2 separate regions of the Mus musculus genome follow, and region 2 is linked to region 1. A link is a contact called in public HiChIP or PLAC-seq data. All regions are on one chromosome and are shown on one strand. The core of a region is the stretch at or near the end of the contact, and the rest is flanking DNA. Distances in the headings are between cores, read along the strand shown. Region 1 holds the start of Pim1 (proviral integration site 1). Region 2 overlaps Tmem217 (transmembrane protein 217).

Region 1 (7,209 bases), core at 4,679-7,178:
AAGAGAAACCCTGCTATGAGGTACCAAGAACCAGGGTGCTGGAGAGATGGCTCAATGGTTAAGAGCACTGACTGCTTCTTCCAGAGGTCCTGAGTTCAATTCCCAGCAACCCCATGGTGGCTCACAGCCATCTGTGATGGGACCTGATGCCCTGTTCTGATGACAGCTACAGTGTACTCACATACATAAAATCTTTAAAACAAAAACCAAATCAAACTCTCAAGTGCTACCTGTAGTAATTCCTGCAACCACATTGTCTGATGGAACTCAAGTGTTCGATGCTAGCTCTGACATGACACGTCAGAAAAATTTAGTCCTAGCCAAGTCTTGTCCCCATGTTCCTGGTGCTGTAATTTGGTTGCACCTGCTTTGAAAAGGTGACAATCCCTAAACTTTTGTTAAAGGGAATTGGTCATAGTCAGGGAGTTTCCTTGGTAGAGTGGGCACGGAAGGCCTGGGTTTTATCCAGCACTGGTTTGTTCAGAAAGCCTGGTACTTCTCTGTGCCCCAGCAGGAAATCAGATCTAGTCTGAAAGTGCCCAGTCTACCTGGCTCTGTACCAAGCATACATCTTTGTATGAATGAATGGAAAACTCAAAGGTTTAAGACAAAAGGTTTTTATTCAAAAAATGCCAAGTATAAAAAAAAAAAATAAGATCTCTTTTATTCCCCTGTACAGTATACTTTACTCAGATAAAACCAGCGGGCTGCACGCTGCTCAAAGCACAGCCCCAGAGAGGATCCGGAAGGCACACCACACCGGAACTGTTTTATGTACAGTCAGCAGACCCTAGACCCACTCCAGCAAGCAGCCAAGGGGGCCCCTGGAGAAGGGGGCTACAGCAGCTGTCCCACCGGAGCCCCAACACCCCAGCAAGCGTCACAGCCCTCCCCTAAAAGGTCCCCAAGTCAGGAGGAAGGAAAGAAAAAAAAAAGGCAGAACATGACAATAAACCGGGGGCAACAGTCAGTGGAAGCTTGGACAGGAAGGCAACCAAATAAATAAATAAATAAATACATTAAAACTTCCGGGCTAGAACGTGCCATCTTTCAAAAACAAGCAAAAAAGAATAAAAAAGAAAAAAAAAAAAAAAAAAAACAAAAAACCAAACCAAACCCCCAACACATAAAATAACTTAAAGGCATTTTTTTTTTTCTTCTTTAAAATTGTTATCATCTACAGTCCTTTTGCAGGCTACCATGCCGGAACTATACACACATTTACAGCTTGTCTGGTTTTTTTTTTGTTTTTTTTGTTTTTTGTTTTGCATTGGTTGTGCGTTCTGTGTGAGGTCTTGGTTTTGAAACAGTTAAGTCGAAACCAAAGAGGAAGACCAGTTTGCTTGGGAATTTTACTAAAGGAGACAGAAAAGGGGCAGGTGGCTCAGCAGTTGGCCCTGTAGCCTCTCCCATGGCACCTTTCATAGGAAGTGGGGGATGGGAAAGGAGAGGAGAGGAAGGAAGCAAAACCCAGGCAGAGTTTGAGAAGCAGCAGGTAAGAGGTAAAGTTCAAGTATTTCTCCCAGCACAGGCGGAGTCCCCACAGAAGGCACTCAGGAGTTGGAAGAGGTGACAGGGACTTAAATATGGTGCTAGTTTTTATCCCACCCCCCAGACTGTTTTCCTCTCCCCCCCCCCCCCCCCCCCCCGGCCCATCTTGGTGACCCAGTCTCCATGGTGACTAAAGTTCCATCGACAGGGCTCTGATCCACTCCCACCCCCAACCAGGGATGGATTCAGGGGAGCCCAGCAACACTAGACGCTGAGTCTGGGGGCGGGGCGCGCAAAGAGGGGCCCAGGACCAGTGAAGTAGTCTCTTTCCCTTGTGGGAGGCTCCTCCAGGGACCTGGAGTCTGGAATGAGTTGTCATTGCTGTCCCTGCATCGTCACGCAGGGTCCTGTTGGGAGGCCAGAAGACAAGCTCTCCCTCCCTGGAGGGTCTGACAGACAGCAGCAGAAAGGCTGCTACTTGCTGGACCCCGGTGACAGACTGTGCAGATGGATCTCAGAAGCTGCCTGGGGCAGGAGGTCACCCTGCATCCATGGATGGTTCCGGATTTCTTCAAAGGAGGGCCGATCTGATGGTCTCAGGGACAGGCACCATTTAATAAGGTGCTGACACTCTGCAGAAGGCGGGGCAGACAGAGGTTAAAGATGACTCAACTTGTTTTTGTAATGCAAAGGTCTTCTTCCCCAGACCTACAAGTCTGGGGTTTTTAAAGAGGCACGGTACTTTTTATACCAAACACTGCCCGGTGGGAAAGAACGGATACCGAAAGCCTCCAGCAATCAGCTTTCAGTTAAAAAAGTGCCTCCCCTCTTAAACCTGTGGTTTCAGACTTCAATAGCTCGGGCCTTTCCCATGACACCCACTCACTAGAAATAGGAAGGATGACAAGGGTTTTGATGAGCCACCAGTGAGCAAGATGAGGTGATTCAATTCACCTACCTACCTCACGCCTTCCACTGACACTATCCGGAACCTTCATTTTTTTTTTTTTTTTTTTAAACTTTGTTTAGAGACTGGGTCTCTGCTGGTACTTAGATTTTACAGGGTCTGGGGGTTGGGGTGGGATGTATATAAAACTTGTTCCAATTTGAGCCCAAATGGAGTACTCTGACCCAGTGAAAACCCACCATCTCTTGAGTCCCAGCAGTTGGGGGTCAGAGGCAGGCTAAGGCCTTACTCTCCCCCAAAGAAAATGAATAAATAAAAATAAAAAGGTGGATAGGAATACTCTCTCACTCTTGTAATCCCCAAACCAACCCTGAACCAGGGTTTGGGAAGGATTGGGGGTGTCTGAGGGAAGTTACCTGAAGAGACAGTTTGCCTGAAGAACACTTGGCCCTTGATGATCTCTTCATCGTGCTCAAACGGAATATCTCCGCAGACCATGTCATAGAGCAGGATCCCAAGGGACCAGACAGCTGCCGACCTGCCGTGGTAGCGATGGTAGCGAATCCACTCTGGAGGACTGTACACTCGGGTCCCTACCAGCAGAGGGAATAGAAAGAAACCAGCATTAGCAAAAAAAAAGTTAACAAAGCAGCTAGTCTGAGCCGCTTCTTTTAATTTTTTTTTTCTCCTCCAAAGTTTCTCTGTGTAGCTCTGGAAGTGACTCTGTAGGCCAGGCTGGCCTTGAACTCGGAGATCTGCCTACCTCTACCTCCCAAGGGCTGGATTAAAAGCAAGAACCACCACCTCCACTAGGTTTTCAAATATTTTTTAATAAAGACACTGCCTGGCTCGGGTTTGGTGGCACATGCCTTTAATCCCAGCTCTCAGGAGGCAGACAGGCAGATTTGACTTTAAAACAACCATATTTTTTTTTTCTCTCCATCTCTGCCTCTCTGGTCCAGACAGAAAATGAAGAAATGATATGGTAGCTCTCTGGGAGCCCAAAAACCCTAAACCCAAATCCCTTACACATCGGCCCAAAGACAAATAAAGCCACCGAAAAGCTCAAGTCTAGAGGCCCCACTCAGTGGGTTAGCCTTTAACTACAAGGACCCCAGGGCCCTGCCACACCAGTCTCATCTAGACCGGGCCCAGGTGAGGGCCTTTATACACAACTAACTCAGGGTGTGCTTTCCTCCGGGTTCTATGCAAGCAAGGCATAGACACTGCACTCTCCCACTCCCTAGACTGGAAAGGTACAGTTGCAGGGCTGGTTTCAGACCACGTGATTCCTGTTTACAAACTTTGGGGAGTAAAAAAAAAAAAAAAAAAAAAAGGTGCTAGCCTCGTGGTGCTCAACAGGGGGCAGCAAAGACTTGCCCAGGGGGGGAAAAACACAGGGGAGGACTCAGCCAGCCATTAACTGTTAAATACAAAAAACGCAGCCCAGCCCGGCATCCTCCAAAGAAATTCAAACCACAAGCCAGAGTCACAAGTTTTGAAAGGCCATAGTTTGTCCGGGTGAGCCACTCGGATCGTGACCCACCCTCGCGCTTTGATCTACTATTCCTGCCCTCCACTGCTGAAAGAACGCGATCCAAGCCCCTCCCTATGGTAGATAGGTTTTCATCCTCCCAGCGGAGACTCCCAACTAATTTTCAAACCAGCAACAGATCTTATTTCACAACATTCATTCCAGGCCTCGTCACCCCACAACACCCCCAAGTGGGGTGAAACCGCGGCTCTTATTCCTTTACCCTCAAAAGCAAAACAAAACAAAACAAAACAAAACCCTGCAGTTCTAAGAACTACCTTAAAACTCCCCCACAAAACAAAACTACAAAAGAAAAAAAAAAAAAAAGAAAAAGAAAAAGAAAAAAATCAGCACCAATGTCTCCCGCCACCAACGGCTCCACCTCCTACTGGAGGGAAAAGTGGGTCATACTTTAGAAATCTGGGCTACAGCCGGCTACCCACGACCTCTTATTCACCGGGAAAGCATGGAATTTAATAAATTCCTGCTGAAAAGAAAAACAAGCAAACACCAGCAGCAACAACAAAAACAACAACAACAACAAAACCCCAATCACGCCAGAAATGTTGCAGGTTCGTTCAACCAGCTCGAAATCCCCGGCTGTACTATGCCGGGAAGCTCGCCTCTGCCCCACCCCTGCCAGCTCTGAGCCAGGCGGCCCAATGACCTTTACAAAGGGCCGGAGCCGAGGCCGCCAGAGGCTTCCAGGCCGGCACCTTGGGCAGCTCCCTCCCCGGGGCCTGGCTCACCATCAAAGTCCGTGTAGACTGTGTCCTTGAGCAGCGCCCCCGACCCGAAGTCGATGAGTTTGATTTCGCCGCGGCTCAGGTCGATTAAGATGTTCTCGTCCTTGATGTCGCGGTGGAGAACCCCGCAGTTGTGGCAATGCCGCACGGCCTCCAGCACCTGCCAGAAGAATCCTCGGGCCAGGTCCTCCTGTAGGGCTCCTCGTTCGGTGATAAAGTCGAAGAGGTCTTGCACCGGTTCGGGCCTCTCCAGGATCAGCACGAAACTATCGGGCCTCTCGAACCAGTCCAGAAGTCTAATGACGCCCGAGAAGTCCGAGCTCACCTTCTTCAACAGGACCACTTCCATGGGCACTCGGGTGCCATTGGGCTGCAGAGTGAGGGCGAGGGTTAGCGCGCCGGTTCCGGCACGCCCGTCGCCACCCACCCACCCATGAGAGGGTCTCTGGCTCCGGCTCACTCACCAGTTCTCCCCAATCGGAAATCCGGTCCTTCTCCACGTGCTTAATGGCCACCTGGAAGAAGACCCCCGAGTCTCCATCAGACCCTCCTGCTCAAAGCATCCCTCCGCGCGCCCTCCCCGAGGCGGCGTTGCCCACTCACCGGCAAGTTGTCGGCGACGCGGATGCCAGAGTAGACCGAGCCGAAGCCACCGCTGCCCAACAGCGGGCCCACCTGGTACTGCGACTCCAGGGGCTCCTTCTCTTTGCCTAGGAAAGAGGCACGGGACACTCAGCGCGCTCGACCCACGCGGGGGTCTCCCGGCGTCCCAACGACCCGCGCGCCCAGGGTGGGGTGGGGACACTCACCCGGCGCCAGCTTGGTGGCGTGCAGGTCGTTGCAGGGCGCGGCGCGCAGGTGGGCCAGGGAGTTGATCTTGGACAGGAGCATCCCCACCTCCAGGGTGTCGGTGCGGCGCCGGTGCCGGGACGAGCAGCAGCGGCGGCGGAGCGAGCTGGGGCTGAGCCGACGGCCGGGACTCAGACTGCGGGTGGCGTTGCGGCTCTGGCTGCGGCTGGCGCGCAAGGCCGAGGGCGAGTCGGAGGACGACTGAGGGCGCTGGCGGGGCTGGCCGCGGGCGGGTTCGCCGGCTGGGTCAGGCAGTGCGGGAGGCGGCAGGGCGAGAGGCGCTGCGGGACCCAGGGCTGCTGCTGACTGTGACTGCTGCTGCTGCTGCTACTGCCGATCCCGCCGCCGGCACTGCCGACTCCCCTCCAGCCTCCTCCGCCGCCACGGCCGCTGCTGCAGACGCCCGGCTCGCCCCGCCGCCAGGAGTAAAGGGGCGGAGCGCGCCGCTGGGGAGGGCGCGCGCGGCGGGCGGGGACGGGGCGGGGCCTCTCCGGGAGGCCGAGGTGGGGAGCCGGGCTGGCTCGGCGGCGGAGGGCGGAGAGGGGGCGGGGAGGCGGCGGGACCAGGGCCGCTCCCCTCCGCTCCGCCCCCTCGCGGCTACACCCCTCTCCCCGGCCCCGCCCTCGGGCGCGGCTTCAGCCAACCAGAAGACGCCCTATTTGCATAAGGCGTTGCGGGCCCCGCCTCTCGCCTCGCGGTCAGAATGGTCGCTAACGCCGCCACGACGTGGCGGGAAGGAAAAGGCGCCAAAACGGAGGGGGAGGGGCGCTGGGCGTGCAGGGAGGCGGGAGCTGGGTGGCGCGCGCGGGCGGGGGAGGAAGGATGGGGAGGGGCGTATCGATTCAAACCCAAACAATAACAAAGCCATCAAAGGCCGCCCGAGGCCAGCTCTGCCGGCTCTGTGTTTCCCGGAGATTTGGGTTGTGGAGGGGGGTCGAGGATTGGAGCTGGAGCGTAGCAAGTTGTGAGAAATGGAAGGGCGTTGGTGTGGCGGGCGCGGAAGCCATGAGTAGGGACCGCGTGTGTGTGGATGCCGACCAGGGTGGTCCTCTGGTGTGACTCAGCCCGGAGACCTCCAAGGCTGCTGGGGCGGGTTGACGATGTTATGTGGGCTAGATCCTGGGGGTGATGATTGTGTTTTTGGGGGCGAAGGCTGTGCAAGACGTGAGTCACCGGCATTTTGCACACCGAGGCCAGTCACAGGCCTGCGAGGAAAAGTGGGGGAGACCTGGGATGCGAGGAGCCGGTGACAAAGATTCTCAATTTAGAAATGCAGAGAGAATTAGAAGGGACCCGGGGTACCTGATCCCCTCGGTCCATGTCCGAGCGCCTGAGAGAGGAAATCACGACACAAACGTTAGCTTTCTCTTGCCAAATGCTGCCTCAGCCCCTTCTGAGAGGGCGGGAGGAGCAGGAAAATTCCTGATCGCGGGCGAGGGTGGGAGGGTGCCGCTGGGTTTAATCAGAGGTTGTTGCGGTAGTTACCTTCTCATCAGCTTGGTATTAGCAGTCAGGCGATACCAGATATTATTGGCCCCCACCCCAGCCTTGTCTCAAAGGAAAGTCCCCACATGCACGTGGAAATACCACGGAAAGCTAGCCGAGTCCGCTTTCATCTTTTGTCCTTTTGAACTTCATGGAGAGTTGATAACGACGTGTGGAAATGGGTAAACTCTCATTCT
Region 2 (6,890 bases), core at 3,398-5,897, 41 kb before region 1:
AAATAACCTTCATTGTGTCCCATAAGTTTGAGTATGCTGTGTATTCATTTCCATTCAATTCTGGAAAGTCTTTACTTTCTTTGTCTTGACCCATTTTTCATTCAGTAGAGAGCTGTTCAGTTTCCATGAGTTTATTAACTCTCTGATGTTCCTGTTGTTCTTGATATCTGGCTTTAATCCGTGTTGGTCAGATAGGATGCAGGGTGTTATTTCAATTTTTTTTGTATCTGTTGAGACTTGCTTTGCATCTCAGTTTGAGATCAGTTTCAGAGAAAGCTCCACATGTCACTGAGAAAAAAAAAAGTATTCTTTTGCGTTTGGGTGAAATGTGAAAATAAGTGTGTTTCTATCTATTTGGTTTGTGACAGTCAGACAGCTCCAGCATTTCTCTACTTAGTTTCTGTCTGGATGACCTGTCTGGTGACAAGAGCTGGGGTACTGAATGAAGTTTCCCCGGCTCTCACCATGGGAGGGTCAGTATGCAATTTAAACTGCTGTAACAGTGTTGCTTTTATGAACTTGGGTGCCCTTGTGTCGATGCATAGATGTTAAGAACGTCTGTCCTTGGTTGGTTTTTCCCTGTGATGAATGTGTAGTGCCCATCCATCCCTATCTCTTCTGATTAGTCTATTTTGTCAGATATTAAAATAACTCTACCAGCTTGCTTCTTAGATCCATTTGCTTTTGGGGGGGGGGAAGTGGGGGCGGTGCAGCAGCAGGATGTATCCTGATTTAGTATCCTTTCTGTTAGTTTGTTTCTGTATATTGGGGAATTGAGACCTTGGGTGTTGAGGGATATTATCTTAGTGTTTTACTGCTGTGAAAAGACACCATGACCATTTCTTATAAAAGAAAGAATTTAATTGGGAGCTTGTTTACAGTCAGTGGTCCGGCCCATTATTGTCATGGCGGGAAGCATGGTGGCACACAGACCAACATGGTGCCAGAGAGGTAGCTGAGAAATCTATGCCCAGAGAAGCAGGCAGCAGGAAGAGAGAGAGACACTGGGTCTGGCTTGAGCATTTGAAACTCCAAAGCCCAACCCCCAATGACACATCTCCTATTCCCAGTCAAGTATCACCACTCCCCAGTAACTGAACATTCAAATACAGGAGCCTATGGGATGGTGCCTACTCAAACCACCACAGACTTCAGTGAGCACGGCTTATTGATTCCTGTTGTTTTGTTCTTGCAGTGGTAGTGATGATGGTAATGGTGGAGTGGTGTGTGTGTGTGTGTGTGTGTGTGTGTGTGTGTGTGTATGTGTGTGTGTGTATGTGTGTGTGTGTGTGTTTCCCTGCTCTTGATTTGCTGAGATTATTTCCTGTGCTTTCATGGCTGTTGCTGACCTCTTTAGGTTGGGGTTTTCCTTCTAGCACCTTCTGTAGGGTTTGATTTGTAGATAAATATTGCCTGAGTTTGGTTTTATCATGAAGTGTGTCCTTTCTCTGTCTATTGTGATGGAAAGTTTTGCTGAGTAGATTAATCTGGGCTGGCATCTGTGGACTCTTAGAGTCTGCAGCACATCTGTCCAGACCCTTCTTGTTTTTAAAGTCTATTGAGAAGTTAGGTGTAGAGCTGGGGGGGTGGTGCATGCCTTTAGTCCCAGCACTTCCGAGACAGACACAGGTGGATGCCTGTGAATTCGAGGACAGCCTGGGCTATTACTCAGAGAAACCCTGTCTTGAAAGAAAAGACAGAGAGAGAGAGAGAGAGAGACAGAGACAGAGACAGAGACAGAGACAGAGACAGAGACAGAGAGAAGCTGAATATGGTTCTATAGGTCTGCCTTATATGCTATTTGATAGTTTTCCCTCATGGCTTTTAATAGTCTTTGTTCTGTACACTTAGTGTTTCAATTATTATGTGCTGAAGGGACTTGCTTTTTGGTCCAGTCTCTTTGGTGTTCTGGAAGCTCCTTCTACCTCAACAGGCACCTCCTCCTTTAGGATGGGGAAATTTTCTTCTATGGTTTTGTTGATAACGTTTTCTGTGCTGTTGTCCTGGGTTTCTTCTCCTTCCTCTCTTCCCATTATTCTCAGAATTGGTCTTTTCAATGTGTCCCAGATTTTCTGGATGTTTTGTGCCTATTTTTCCTTTTAAAAGATTTAACATTTTCTTTGACTAAAGTGTCCATTTCTTCTATCATGTCCTCAATGTCTGAGATTCTCTCTTCCATCTCTTTTTCTTTCTTTCTTTCTTTCTTTTCTTCTTCTTCTTCTTCTTCTTCTTCTTCTTCTTCTTCTTCTTCTTCTTCTTCTTCTTCTCTTTTCAAGACAGGGTTTCTCTGTGTAGCTCTGGCTGACCTGGAACTCACTCTGTAGACCAGGCTGGCCTCGAACTCAGAGATCTGCCTGCCTCTGCTTCCCGAGTGCTGGGATTAAAGGCGTGCACCACCACGCCCAGCCCTTTCACCTCTTTTGTTCTGTTAGTTTACCTCTAGGTTCCTGTTTGAAATCCTAACCCTTTTCATCTCCACATCTCCTTCACTTTGGGTCTTGGTTGTTTGTTGGTTCTAGTTCAGGTCTTGAAGTGTTTTGTGCATTTCCTTCCATGGTTTGCATTTTCATAGATTTCTTTAAGGGATCGATTCGCTTCCTCTTTAAGCTTCTCCGTCATATCATAGAGGCCATTTTCAGGTCTTTTTCTTGCGTTTCAGCTCCACTGCAATACCCTGAGCCTGCTGTGGTAGGGTTGCTGGGCCCTCGTGGTTACCGTGCCCCAACTGTTACTGTGTTTTCATGTTGATGTCTAGACATCTGAGCTTGGAAAGATTGTGATTCTGGGGCTGATATCCGGTCTCGTCTTTGTTGGGCGGGTGTTTTGTTCCTCGGTTTCTGTTTCCTCTCCGGTTCTTAGGAGGGTTTGTGTTGCCTGGTAGGAAATTCTGGGATCCTGATAGGTGTGGCTACTGTGGGTTCCAGAAAAATAGGTTTCTAGGAGTTAAGCGCTGACACTTAAGAATGGGCTGGGCTGGTGAGAATGCTGAAGGGGTCCATAAGAGGGAGGGAAGCAGGGTGTTCCACTAGAATCTGCTTAATCCATTGGGCATGGGGGCAGAGAGTGAGGGGAAGCAGGTGGTCTGCTACAGCATTGAGGATCAGCCTCGGGGACTCTGCTTCTCTTGCTGGAGTGGCCAGATTCATTTTATTTTTAATTATTATGCATATATGTGCACATGTGTAAGTTCCTCAAAGTCCAGAAGATGACGTTGAATCTCCTAAAGCGGCTGAGAGCTGCCTTCATGAGTTGAGAACTGAGCTGGGGTCCTCCCCAAGGACTGTAAGCCCTCTTAACCACAGAGCCATCCCTGGCCCCAGCTGTGGCAGACTTTAGAATGCTTGTAAGGTAGATCATTCAAGGCAGTTTTATCCTTTCAGCCTGGCTACAAAATAACATGAGGTGAATACAGCAGGACAGTCATTTAACCCTCTCCTGTGGGAGTTTAAAACACAATGGGGGTCTGCTCTGTGAAACCCTCAGGGGTCTCCATCTCTTTTCTCTGTTGTTCTGTCTGTAGAAGCAGGGGTCTGTGATAGTGCAAGTGTCCCTAGCTGGGCCCCTCCCGTAAATACCTCTGAGCCATCTGGATGACAAAGAGGAACGACAGGAGTCTGATATTTAATACAGATGGCCACCTTGGTTTCTTCTCTTCTCAGCCCTTTCTTACAAATTGACAGCATCAAGCCAGACACAGTGGTTCCAAGCCTGTGACCCCGACACTGGAGGTAGAGGCAGAAGGATCAGGATTTCAAAGTCATAATGGATTCATGGCAATCCCAGGCTACACGAGGCATCAAAAGCCAAACAAGATGGCTGAAAGTCCAAGTTCCATTTTCCTAGGACCCTCATGAAGGTGGAAGAAGAAAGCCTACTCCCAAAAGTTGTCATCCAACCTCCACAAACACACTGTGGCATGCTCACATCCACAACCATAACTCTTGCATGCACACAAAATGAATAAAATGTCATTTAAAAAACGTTGGTAGCAACCAGGCTACCAACTTCCAAGCTGGGCAGTGGTGCACTCCTTTAATCTGAGCAGAGGCAGGCAGAACTCTGAGTTCAAGGCCAGAGTGAGTTCTAGGACAGTAAAGGCTACACAGAGAAACCCTATCTCAAAATACTCCCTTCCTCTGGTCCAAAAATAAACACACTAAATAGATAAATAAATAAATAAATAAATAAATAAATAAAAACCCTTTGGTAGCATAGCCATTAGCTGCAAGTGATACTTGGAAATCTAAACTTTATTCTGGCCAACTGTGTGGCTGTCTGTGGAAGGCGCAATTGCTACACTAAGGAAGGGAAGGTCCTGTCCCACATCAGAGACCTCCACATTCAAGGAAAACGGGTCCTGAGCAGAACAAACTCCATATTCTTCATCAAGAGGGCTCCTTGCTAGTGGAATAAGGCAGCTGAGTTCTAGTCCTGGCATAAATATTTGTCTATGGCAGCTATGGTGATACCGTGGCTAGGGGTGCCCATGTACCCCAGTTCTGAGCATTGAACAGTGAGAATTCACTGAAAGTTCTCAGAGATGTGTTTGACATCCTGTGGAAGAAAGGAGCGCAGAGGAGAGCTTCCGGGGCACTCCTGATTGGCCTGCTAGTGAGAGGCAAGTTGGCAGTCAGCCAGTGACCACAGAAAGGAAGCTACCGTGGGACCCTGACACCGCGTAGGAGACCTGAAAGACCCAGAGGAAAGAGCCAAGTAGAGAAAAGGCACTGGAGAAAGAAAAGATTATAGACATAGCAAGGGATGTGTAGAGCTACCCTGGGGTGATGAGCGGAGGCTGCCATCGGCCAGGACTGTGTGCGCAGCCCTGTGGTTTATTGTCTGCATTCGCCCATCCCCAGTGGGGACTGGTTTCCCTGCTTGTCAGCTGACTCACTGTCAAGCATGGCAGGCTGGTTTTCTTTCTGTGTTGGAGAGGATTGGGTTTTTGTTTTGGGAAATCTGATCTCTTGAGCAAGAGTTTGGCCTGGAAGAATACAGGAAGAAGGGAAGACCCTAGCTTCCCTACAGTATCTGGGATTTCTCTCCTGTTGGGAAAACTGGGGAGGTAGCAGGTTGTGCCCCCTAGAGAGTGCCCCCCCACACACACACACACCCTGCTGGGTTGGATGCTGGCTACTTGGCTGAGAAGAAAGCTCAAAGCCTCATCACCCTGGGGTGATGAGCGGAGGCTGCCATCGGCCAGGACTGTGTGCGCAGCCCTGTGGTTAGCCTTTAGTAAGCCTATAAGAAGCAAGACCGCAGGGCTGGAGAGATGGCTCAGTGGTAAGAGCATTTGCTGCTCACAACTGCCTGTGTAATTCCAGTTCCTCGGGCTCCAACTGGCGCCCTCTTCGGGCTACTATGGGCACTGCAGGCACCTGGCGGTCCTACATGCAGAAAGGCACTCAACCACATAAAATTTAAAAGAAAAAAAAAGACACAGCCATTCTCTGCTGCTACCAAACAGTTACCCTCGAGGAAAGCCTGCAGCCATGGCACAAGGAGACTCAGGCAGCCCTTAAAACAGGCCAGAAGAAGAGAGCTGAGGTTTCTGGCCAGGAGCTACCAACAGCCAGGTGAGTGAAAGGACCCTCCTCGGAGGACAGCCTTCAGCTGGCAGCCGCTCCAGACCTTTACTTTAGGAGGGGCCCTGAGGCAAAACAGGCAGCTAAGACACCCCTCGCCTTCTGTCTCAGAAACCCAAGACATCTAGGAGTGGGACCAGCATGGATATCCATCAGCTGATGGAAGGATTGATGGATGGAGGAGATGCGGAAGGTACAGACTGTGGAAATCATTCAGCTGTGAAATAATATGAAATAGTGACATTTGCAGAGAAATGGATGAAGCTGGAAATCCTCGAATGAAGTAAATGAAGTAGAAGTAGAATAAACCAGGCTCAAAAGGACAAATAGGACCTGCGTTCTCTCACATGTGGGTCCTAGATTTTAATTCCTCTATGTGTGTGTATGTGTGTGTGTGTGTGTGTGTGTGAGAGAGAGAGAGAGAGAGAGAGAGAGGAGAGAGGAGAGAGAGAGCGCGCAGGAGGTAAGAGCCAGTGGGAGGGGCCAGGAAGAGGGCGGGGAGAGGAGGAGGAGCAAGAAGCGGCAATGGAATTTGTAAGCCAACATTGGGGTGGTGGTGGGGCACCAGTAAAATGTGTTTTGAGCCTTGCGTAGTTAAAGATGCCTTGAGCCCAGCTCTCTAGACAGAAGCAGGCAGATCTGTGAGTTCCAGGCCAGCCAGGGCTACACAGTAAGACCCAGTCTCAAACAAAACAGAAACAGAAAATCGAAGCTTTAAGGTCTGAAGGAGATAGCTCAGTCCATAAATTCCCTTGCCTTGTGTCTCAGTTACTGCCATATTGCTATGAGAAGACACCATGGCCAAATCAACTTATAAAAGAAAGCATTTAACTTCGGAGCTCACAGTTTCAGAGGGTGAGCTGATGACCGTCAAGGCAGAAAGCGTGGCTGCAGGCAGGCAGGCTGGCAGACATGGCGCTTGAGTGGCAGCGGGGAGCTTACATCTTATCCACAAGCAGCAGTGAGAGAGACAGAGACAGAGAGGGGAGAGAATGGGCCTGGCATGGACTTTTGAAACCTCAAACCCTATCCCACCCCCCGTGACACACCTAATCCAACAAGGCAATGCCCCCCAATCCTTCCCAAACAGTTCCACCAACTGCGGACCAAACATTCAAATATATGAGCATATCACTCAGTGCACCTTTGTAAGTGTGATGAACTCCATGATGACCTGAGTTCTATCCCTAGAACCCACATTTTCTTTTTTTTTTTTTTTTTTTTTTTTTGGTTTTTTGAGACAGGGTTTCTCTGTGTAGCCCTGGCTGTCCTGGAACTTACTTTGTAGACCAGGCTGGCCTCGAA

The links. HiChIP or PLAC-seq counts read pairs in DNA pulled down with a chosen protein or histone mark.
Region 2: an H3K27ac HiChIP or PLAC-seq map of CD8 T cells shows a contact between it and region 1, with 8 times the contacts expected there. The contact joins the enhancer-like site here to the promoter of Pim1 in region 1. A contact is called at or near these places in 2 of 39 promoter capture datasets (embryonic stem cells and liver), 8 of 115 datasets of contacts at active chromatin or transcription factors (CD8 T cells, the SCID.adh cell line, effector CD8 T cells and 2 more) and 3 of 9 other capture datasets (adipose tissue, liver and pancreatic islet).

The regions. Positions count from the first base shown.
Region 1 is chr17:29,489,504-29,496,712 of GRCm38.p6, reverse strand. Pim1 (proviral integration site 1) reads right to left here and starts at 5,928. Exons shown (of 6, transcript NM_008842.4): 1 at 5,488-5,928; 2 at 5,282-5,388; 3 at 5,143-5,193; 4 at 4,682-5,048; 5 at 2,815-2,991; 6 at 602-2,123. The coding sequence starts at 5,569. The coding sequence ends at 1,966. It overlaps Gm26885 (predicted gene, 26885), which reads left to right and starts at 5,169. Exons shown (of 4, transcript NR_168683.1): 1 at 5,169-5,536.
Region 2 is chr17:29,529,903-29,536,792 of GRCm38.p6, reverse strand. The region is part of intron 2 of Tmem217 (transmembrane protein 217); the gene reads left to right. Among named protein-coding and RNA genes, the nearest start is that of Tmem217, 16 kb to the left of the region's middle. Within about 2 kb of position 4,647, at least 80 of the 459 cell types and tissues checked have an H3K27ac peak or open chromatin away from gene starts, as enhancers often do. A contact at or near this core is called in CD8 T cells, the SCID.adh cell line, effector CD8 T cells and 1 more, where this site is marked.